Linked DNA regions of Mus musculus: region 1 is linked to region 2. Evidence: chromatin contacts called from public Hi-C data. All regions are on one chromosome and are shown on one strand. Each heading gives the region's core, a stretch centred on a gene start, on an enhancer-like site or on the middle of the called end of the contact. The rest is flanking DNA. Distances are from core to core; before and after follow the strand shown.

Region 1 (3,663 bases), core at 11-2,510, 390 kb before region 2:
GCTGTTCCAGGGATTGACCTGACTGGAGTAGCCATTACTTTCTTTTATAACTTCTTATTAAATTAGAGGGGGAAATAATCTCTGTTTTCAAGTTTACCAAAATTTCACATATAAACCAAGTCTTTAATTGTTTGGAAGGTTTTATGTCTTAAAGCTGGGTGAGGTTCTGGAACATTTTGCAAAAATCTCACTCAGCTTCAGTGTTCCCTCATTCATCATCCAAAAGCAAGGCTTGTCTAATTGGGATAAGGGAGTAGAGTTATTCCACTACAACCTTGAAACATCATCAGGCCAAATAATTACAAACCAGGGCTGCTGTGGTGTTGCAATGTACAAGTGTCAACTTATGAATAAACACTAAAACCTCTTAACTCATTGTGTCTAGCCACAAGAATATTTTCTGGAAGATACTAGCCTCCAACCCTGCCTCTATTCAAATCACAAAGGAAAGACTGAAAATTTGGCAAGAAAGAATTAAAACACATGGCTTCTTATTATAAATTGCTTATATTTTAAATACATTTATTAATCATACTTATTCCTATACATACTTAATGCAAAAGCAGACAAGACGATGGGTTTAAAAGAAAATTGCTCAGTGTCTACTACTTTAGCCTACATATTCACCTGTTTCTTTCTTGGGCTAGGAGAACAGATCATAGGTTGTACAGCTTCATTTCTATATTCTCACTATTTATCTTCCAATGAAGTGCTTGAAATGAAGATTTAACACACATTTCTTGAAAGACAAAATGAGTGTCTGTGGAGGGAGAAGGTTGGGCACAAGAGCAAGACACACTGCAGTTCTAATGTTAATCTGTGAGGATGCTAACCATATCATTCATGCAAAGAGGACAGAGGCTGCAACCATTGCACTAATGCAGACAATATACCATCAGGGCACCTTTGAAGTTTTAGGATTTTTTAATGATCTCTGTGTGATTTTTAAACTCAGATTCTAATTCTGATCCTTTGGATCACTGGATTTGCAAAAGATGCCTTTGGATCCCAGGATTAGCAAAAGCTGCAGACAGACGACTTTCTAGCTAAAAATAAAAACAATTAAAATGAAACCTGACAAGTTATGCAAATTGTAAAGGATTGTGGTAAGTGGGGGGCTGGGGAGATAAGGCAACTGAAAGGCAACAACAACTCCTGGGTGGAAAATTTGATTTGTGCCAAGACAACCCTGTGAGCTCAGGATGTTGACAAGGGAGTGAGTTCTTCTTCCAGAAAAGCAGCAGCAGCAGCAGCATTATGAGTCAGCAGGAGATGAGCAGCTGGCTTATAATCAACACCAAAACAGCTGGACCCAGATGCTGACAGTTGGGCCTGCGAAGCTCTATTTTCCATGCCCAACTGTATGTTCCAGGCCTGCACTGTAAAGAAGAACCCCAGATGGAGAATCATCTTTGCAGTAAAGGAAACCAACATTGTATCTCTCAGCTACCCTGAACAGCTCTGAGTTGCTTTTGGAGTGCAAAGGAGAGAAAGAGCACAGCATGACGTCAGCCCTTGACAATGGCAGGCAATTTGCTCCAAGAACTCTGAGAATACTTCACTTGTACTGTGAAAACTGGAGATGCTTGGATTAAAGTATAAAAATAAACAGATCTGGATTACTTGGGCTACTTAATTCAATGGAAATTGCTGAACAAATTATAATGTCTTGTTAGGCCAGTAGCAGTGACTTAAACAAATCTACACAGGCTCAGGACAGATGGTCTTTCCCAAGTTCTTTTTATATAAAGTTGGTTGAGTTCAAATACAAACTCTGGGCATGCAAACAGGACTACTGCACTTATGTTTCTGCTTAGCTGGGCTTTGATAAGTTTTCTGCTTCCACAGGAACATCTGTGTCTTTCTACATTCAGTGCCAGTAGATACTGAACAATTCTCTGACACCTACTATGACAGATGGTAGCAGTAGAGGCACCCCTGATAGATCATTTGTTATACCTTCCCCAAGAGTTACTGTCATCTCATAAAGAATGATCATGACTCCTTTTTTGGACCTCATCCTTGTTGCTTGTGTGAGACTCTGGCAACCTGCAGGCATCTCACTGCTCTATATAGGAATCCATCAAATCACATTATTTCTGGTGAGGCATGCTGAGTATGGAGGAAAGCTCTCACTTGGCCTACACCTAGATGTGTTCTATTGTGTAAATTCCACATAAATTGTTTGTCTTTGAAAATGGCAAAATTTTCTGAAAAATAATGTGGGTTAATCAGTGAGTTATTTATATTAAAATCTGTAAACCAAGTGAAACAAAATTATTTAGTTAAATAATAAAATAAGGTGGAGTATGCCATCTTTTAATATCTTTCTGTTTGCTCATATATATTTTCTTAATATATTAAAAACATATTAACCAGCAGGTTTAGAAATGACTACAATTGAAGCAGAATAGAGAACAAAGAATTTTATACCACTGCATTGGAGAGACCAGTCTGATGAAGGTATAATTGGCTTTCTTCAACAGGAAAACTATAAGCAATGACTATCTAGGAAGTAAACGAAACTTTCTTTTAAGGCTTAGTAGAAAGGATCTACTTTTCTATATCTGTCATAGATGCATTCACCTTGTTTTATAACTGTTTAAAAAATCCTGTGTCATTTCCTATATATTCTTAATATCTTTACATAAAAAAAAGATGAAAGAACAGAGAAATGTGAATTTTTTTCTCTTCCCTATGTCCAGCATATTAGGCCATTTGCGATTAGGTTAAAAACTAATTGAAAGAGACTTTGTCTACCAGTTAATAACTTCCATGCTGTAATGTTTAACAAAAAAGATTTAAACATTTGTCAGATTTCCATGGTGCTGAATTAGATTTGGAAAAAAAATAGGTAACTATTAAATACATTTAGTGTGTGATGTTAATTAAGTCTAACGTTTCTCTCTGTGTGATTCTGTCTGTGTTTTTGTCCAGATGAACTGGTCATTAGATAAAGGAGGATATTGGAATGAACTGTTACTAACAGAATGATGTTAATCTGTGTCTTAAAATCCAGTACTAGGGTTTGTTTGTTTGTTTGTTTGTTTGTTTGTTTGTTTGTTGGGCTTTATTTGATTGTTTGTTTTTAATGAAATTGAGAGTCCCAGAGATTAGTGCATATACACTTAGGATAGTCATATCGTTTTAGTTAACTGCTCCCTTGATTAGGCTGAAATGTTACTCGTTATCTCTTCTGATTAGCATTAGAGTGAAGTCTATTTTGTCAGAGTTTGTGAGTATTGGCACATACAATAATTTTGTGAGTATTGACAATATTGACAAATATTTGTCAGTATAGACACCTATTTGCTTCCTGGTCCTATTTAATTATAGTACTTTTGATCATCCTTTAAAGCAATGCCTATCTTTAAAGTTGTGCTTCTTATAGACAATAGGTCAATGGATATTATTTCTTAAAACATTAAGTCATCCTGTGTCTTTTGATCAGAGAACTGAGATCATTAATATATAAAGTTATTGAAGGATGTGTGTGTTAATTTTATGTTATTGTTTATATTCTTAGTGTTATTCTGTATTTAATAATTTTGCGTTCATATTTCTTTCCATACTCACTCAGCTTTGCTCATACCTTTCTTTAGCTACCATATTGCTTCCAGTATTTTCTTTCAGTTTGGTTTGCTGTATATAATTTTTTTCATT
Region 2 (3,592 bases), core at 822-3,321:
AGACACATATAAGGAAAGATTATTAGAATTCTCTCAAATGAGTGTATAGGTAAAGAATTACCACAACAGGCTGGCATTTGCAAGCTGGAGAAACATGGAAGTTGGTAATATATCTCAGTTGAAGTTAGAAGCCTTCAGAACTAGAGAACCTAGGTCAAATATCCAAGAAGCCTCTTCCTCCTCCTCCTCCTCCTCCTCCTCCTCCTCCTCCTCCTCCTCCTCCTCCTCCTCCACCACCACCACCACCTTTGTCCACATCCTGAGGACTACAAGAATCAAAGTAGTCTGCTTTATATTACATTGTGTTAGGATGTTTGGCTTTAAAGATTTCTGTTGGCTTTGCTTACCTGCATTCCATTAAAAATTTTTAAATTAATTTTTGGCTTGGCCAGAATTTCTAACAACTTCTGAAATAAACCTAATATACTCCTGTCATTTTGTAATAGGTATTTCTTCAAAGTGAAGTCCTCAGCATTGGCAATTGCAAAATTAAAATATGGATGACTCTGAAAATATTGAAAATAGTCTATGTCCTACATATAGTATCAAATATTCACCCAATATTTAATTCTGTATTTAAAAATAAGCAAACATTTCCCTCATTAGTGTACAAATTTATTTTAATAATAATGAATGGTAAAATTGCATCTATACAACAGGATTATCTTAAAATAAATTCTTCATGATTGATTATCAATTCATTTTTATTTGATTACCTATTTTACATAAATATCCATTGGGTGTAACAGGATGGTGAGTTGAGAACATTTAAGATGTGACATTATATGCCACAAATATGGACAGTTAGTATATCTGTCTTAGTCACTGTTCTATTGCTGTGAAGATACAACATAACCAAGGCAAAAATAAAAATTGGGGTTGTTTACAGTTTCAGAGGTTCATCCACGATCATCATTAGTAGGGAGCATGTGACATGGAGGTAGACATGGTGATAGAGAAGGAGCAACTGAGTGTTGTATATCCTCTTCTTCTTCCTCCTCCTCCTCCTCCTCCGTAGGCAGTAGGAATAGAAAAACAATAGGCTTCGCATGGACTTTTGAAACCTCAAAGACCATTTGAGTGACACACTTCCTCCAACAAGGCCATCATCCCTCCTAATCCCTCTCATCCTTTCAAGTAGCGACCCTCCCTAGTGATTAAGCATTCAATTATATGAGCCTACGGAGACCTTTCTAATTTAGACTGCCATACAACTCATTAATATTTTTAAATATAAATTTGAAAATACCATTCTATTCTAGAAATACCCTAACATATATATGCATAAGTAATACCTAATATTATCTGGGTGTTCTCTCATCAGTCAAGTTGATGTGTAAAATAAACTGTTAGAGTAGTCCCACCTGCATGCACTAACCCTCCCAACATCACCATTCATTCTTAAAATACATCATTACACGTAGATTTTCAGGTCATTTTTCTTCAGGGCTATAAATCAAACCCAGAATTTTATGCTTTACCACTGAGCTACATCTCCAGAACCCTCTACCCCATTTGATTCCAGCAGAATCTATTACTTCTTCCAAATGAGAAGCAATTGGTTCACAGTCAGTTGTCCAGTGGTCTCATATGGTAGTTCTTTCCTCCTGCTTCTATTAATCACATCAAAGATTCTGCAATCAGGAGAAGCCATACAGTTCGCTGGCAGTATGAGGTGAAGACTGTATTTGAGATATAATAAAAACTCACAAAAATAAGACATAGAAGGCATAGGGGATGCATTCCACTAATTTTATAGTCTTATTTTTTCAGTATAAAATTTTTCCACATTGTTATTATTACACATATATGTGCATAAATATACAAATACAATTATGTGAATCCATTTGATGTTGCTTGTATGTATATGATTTCAGGGCTGGCACCTTGGTGTTACATAGCCAACTAAAGGGTCTCATGCATCTTTCTTATATCACTTAGTTGCCTATAGTTCTTTGTCCAGTGTTAGGGTCCCTGTGAGATTTTTCACTTACCTTAGCACTGTACTAGTGCTATCCTTGTCAGATCTTGTTTAAGTTGCCATATGGTTGAGGTATCATGAGTCATTTCAAAGAGATACTATCTAAAGCAGATTTCCACATTCTCTGAGTCTTATTATAAATGTATGTAATGGATCTGGGAACCCCATGAATAGTTTTTCTCTGCATTTGGACAAGTTGTGGCTTTCTTTGGTGGTCTCTGTTGCAAAGAGAAGTTTCCTTGATGAGGGTTGAAAGCTACGCTTGTCTGTGGGTGTAAGGGTTTTTTGAATACAGGTAGTTAAGTATGCTGTTTTAGAAAAGTGGTAGTAAGAAGTTCTCCTTTAATAACACAGGTGACAGAAGCCCTGGGTTTCCAGTATCAGTTTTCCCTTCAGCAATAGGACCTTACCATCATGTTTTAATAGGCTCCCAAGCGCAAGGGCAAAAGCCTGTATTGTTTGGCCTTTCTCCAGTATACATTTCACCAACAATTTAGCATCCTACAACAAGCACTGGACTTTTTATTTCACAACAAATGGCTTCTAGAAGGAGCAGAATTTCCTGTGTGAGACAACTGTAAGTAAATTCTTCTCTCCTCCCTAAGCACTCTAAAATAGTAGGTATCCATATGGCTTTTTCAAATGCCTTTAGTTAGTTCTATACTGCCTACACTGATGTTTTGATTTCAGTGGGAAGATCAGTCTTACCTAAAAGTCCTGGAGCCTGTGAGTTTTGCTGTATGGAAACAGAGATTAAGGTAGGGAGGGGGAGACATCTATGCTCTTCCTACTGTGATCAGACTGTAAAACTAGGCTTTAGATAAATATTTGGTTATTTTTCTTCCTGGAAAGAATGACATTCTATTTTTAGTTTGTTTTTGTCTTTCAGGTTTTCTTTTTGATTTGTTGTTTTCTTAGGTTTGTTTATTTTCTCTCCAGCCCTGTTAAAAACACTGACATTCTTTTCTTTGAAGGAAAACTCCCATATACAACTAAAAGCAGTATTTCTCACATTTTAGGTTCATTTCCTAACCTACATAAAATGATATTTCCTAACCATTTTTTCCTTATGTAGTCAAATACCACTTTGAGTATTGAGAATAATTTATGTAAATTAAGTTAGCATTGTATTCTAATTTTTCTAAATTTGTAGTGCATTAATTGTGAATCCCCCATTTTAGTTTCTTTTTAATTTTGACTCTGAGAATTCCTAGGTTGTGAATCACTTCATATTGGAGCATTGCTGAGATCTACAGGAGATACTCAGCCAGGGCAATCTAATGCTTTTTTCTGGGCATTATAAGTAATATTCATTTTGATAATAAAATTCTTAGAGTTAACTTGGAAGCTCATGATTTTCTCACTATAGAGAAAAATAAATATTGGTTTACATGGTCATATGAAACACAAATCTGAATATCTATGTCTTTGTTTCTAGTAACTGTTTTCTCCTGACCTGGTAAGAAGTTATGTTTGAATGCTTATCCATGGACAAGAACATTTATTCAGATCCCTGTATTTAGATGTATTGGATATAGTTCATTTTGAGTGCTCAGAGCACAGCCTTGACACCTCTAGATAAATCTGATGTAAAAAACTCTTGTCTCAAGC

Evidence for each region. Hi-C and Micro-C count contacts between places; a contact is called where the count stands out from the background.
Region 1: a contact with region 2 is called in a Hi-C map of cortical neurons, with 2.4 times the contacts expected there. The contact joins two enhancer-like sites. A contact is called at or near these places in 3 of 484 Hi-C or Micro-C datasets (cerebral cortex and cortical neurons).

The regions. Positions count from the first base shown.
Region 1 is chr17:54,751,383-54,755,045 of GRCm38.p6, reverse strand. No RefSeq gene overlaps it. Among named protein-coding and RNA genes, the nearest start is that of Gm32055, 99 kb to the left of the region's middle. Within about 2 kb of position 1,260, at least 24 of the 459 cell types and tissues checked have an H3K27ac peak or open chromatin away from gene starts, as enhancers often do. A contact at or near this core is called in cortical neurons, where this site is marked.
Region 2 is chr17:54,362,215-54,365,806 of GRCm38.p6, reverse strand. The region is part of intron 1 of 1700025K24Rik (RIKEN cDNA 1700025K24 gene); the gene reads left to right. Among named protein-coding and RNA genes, the nearest start is that of 1700025K24Rik, 6.1 kb to the left of the region's middle. Within about 2 kb of position 2,071, at least 2 of the 459 cell types and tissues checked have an H3K27ac peak or open chromatin away from gene starts, as enhancers often do. A contact at or near this core is called in cortical neurons, where this site is marked.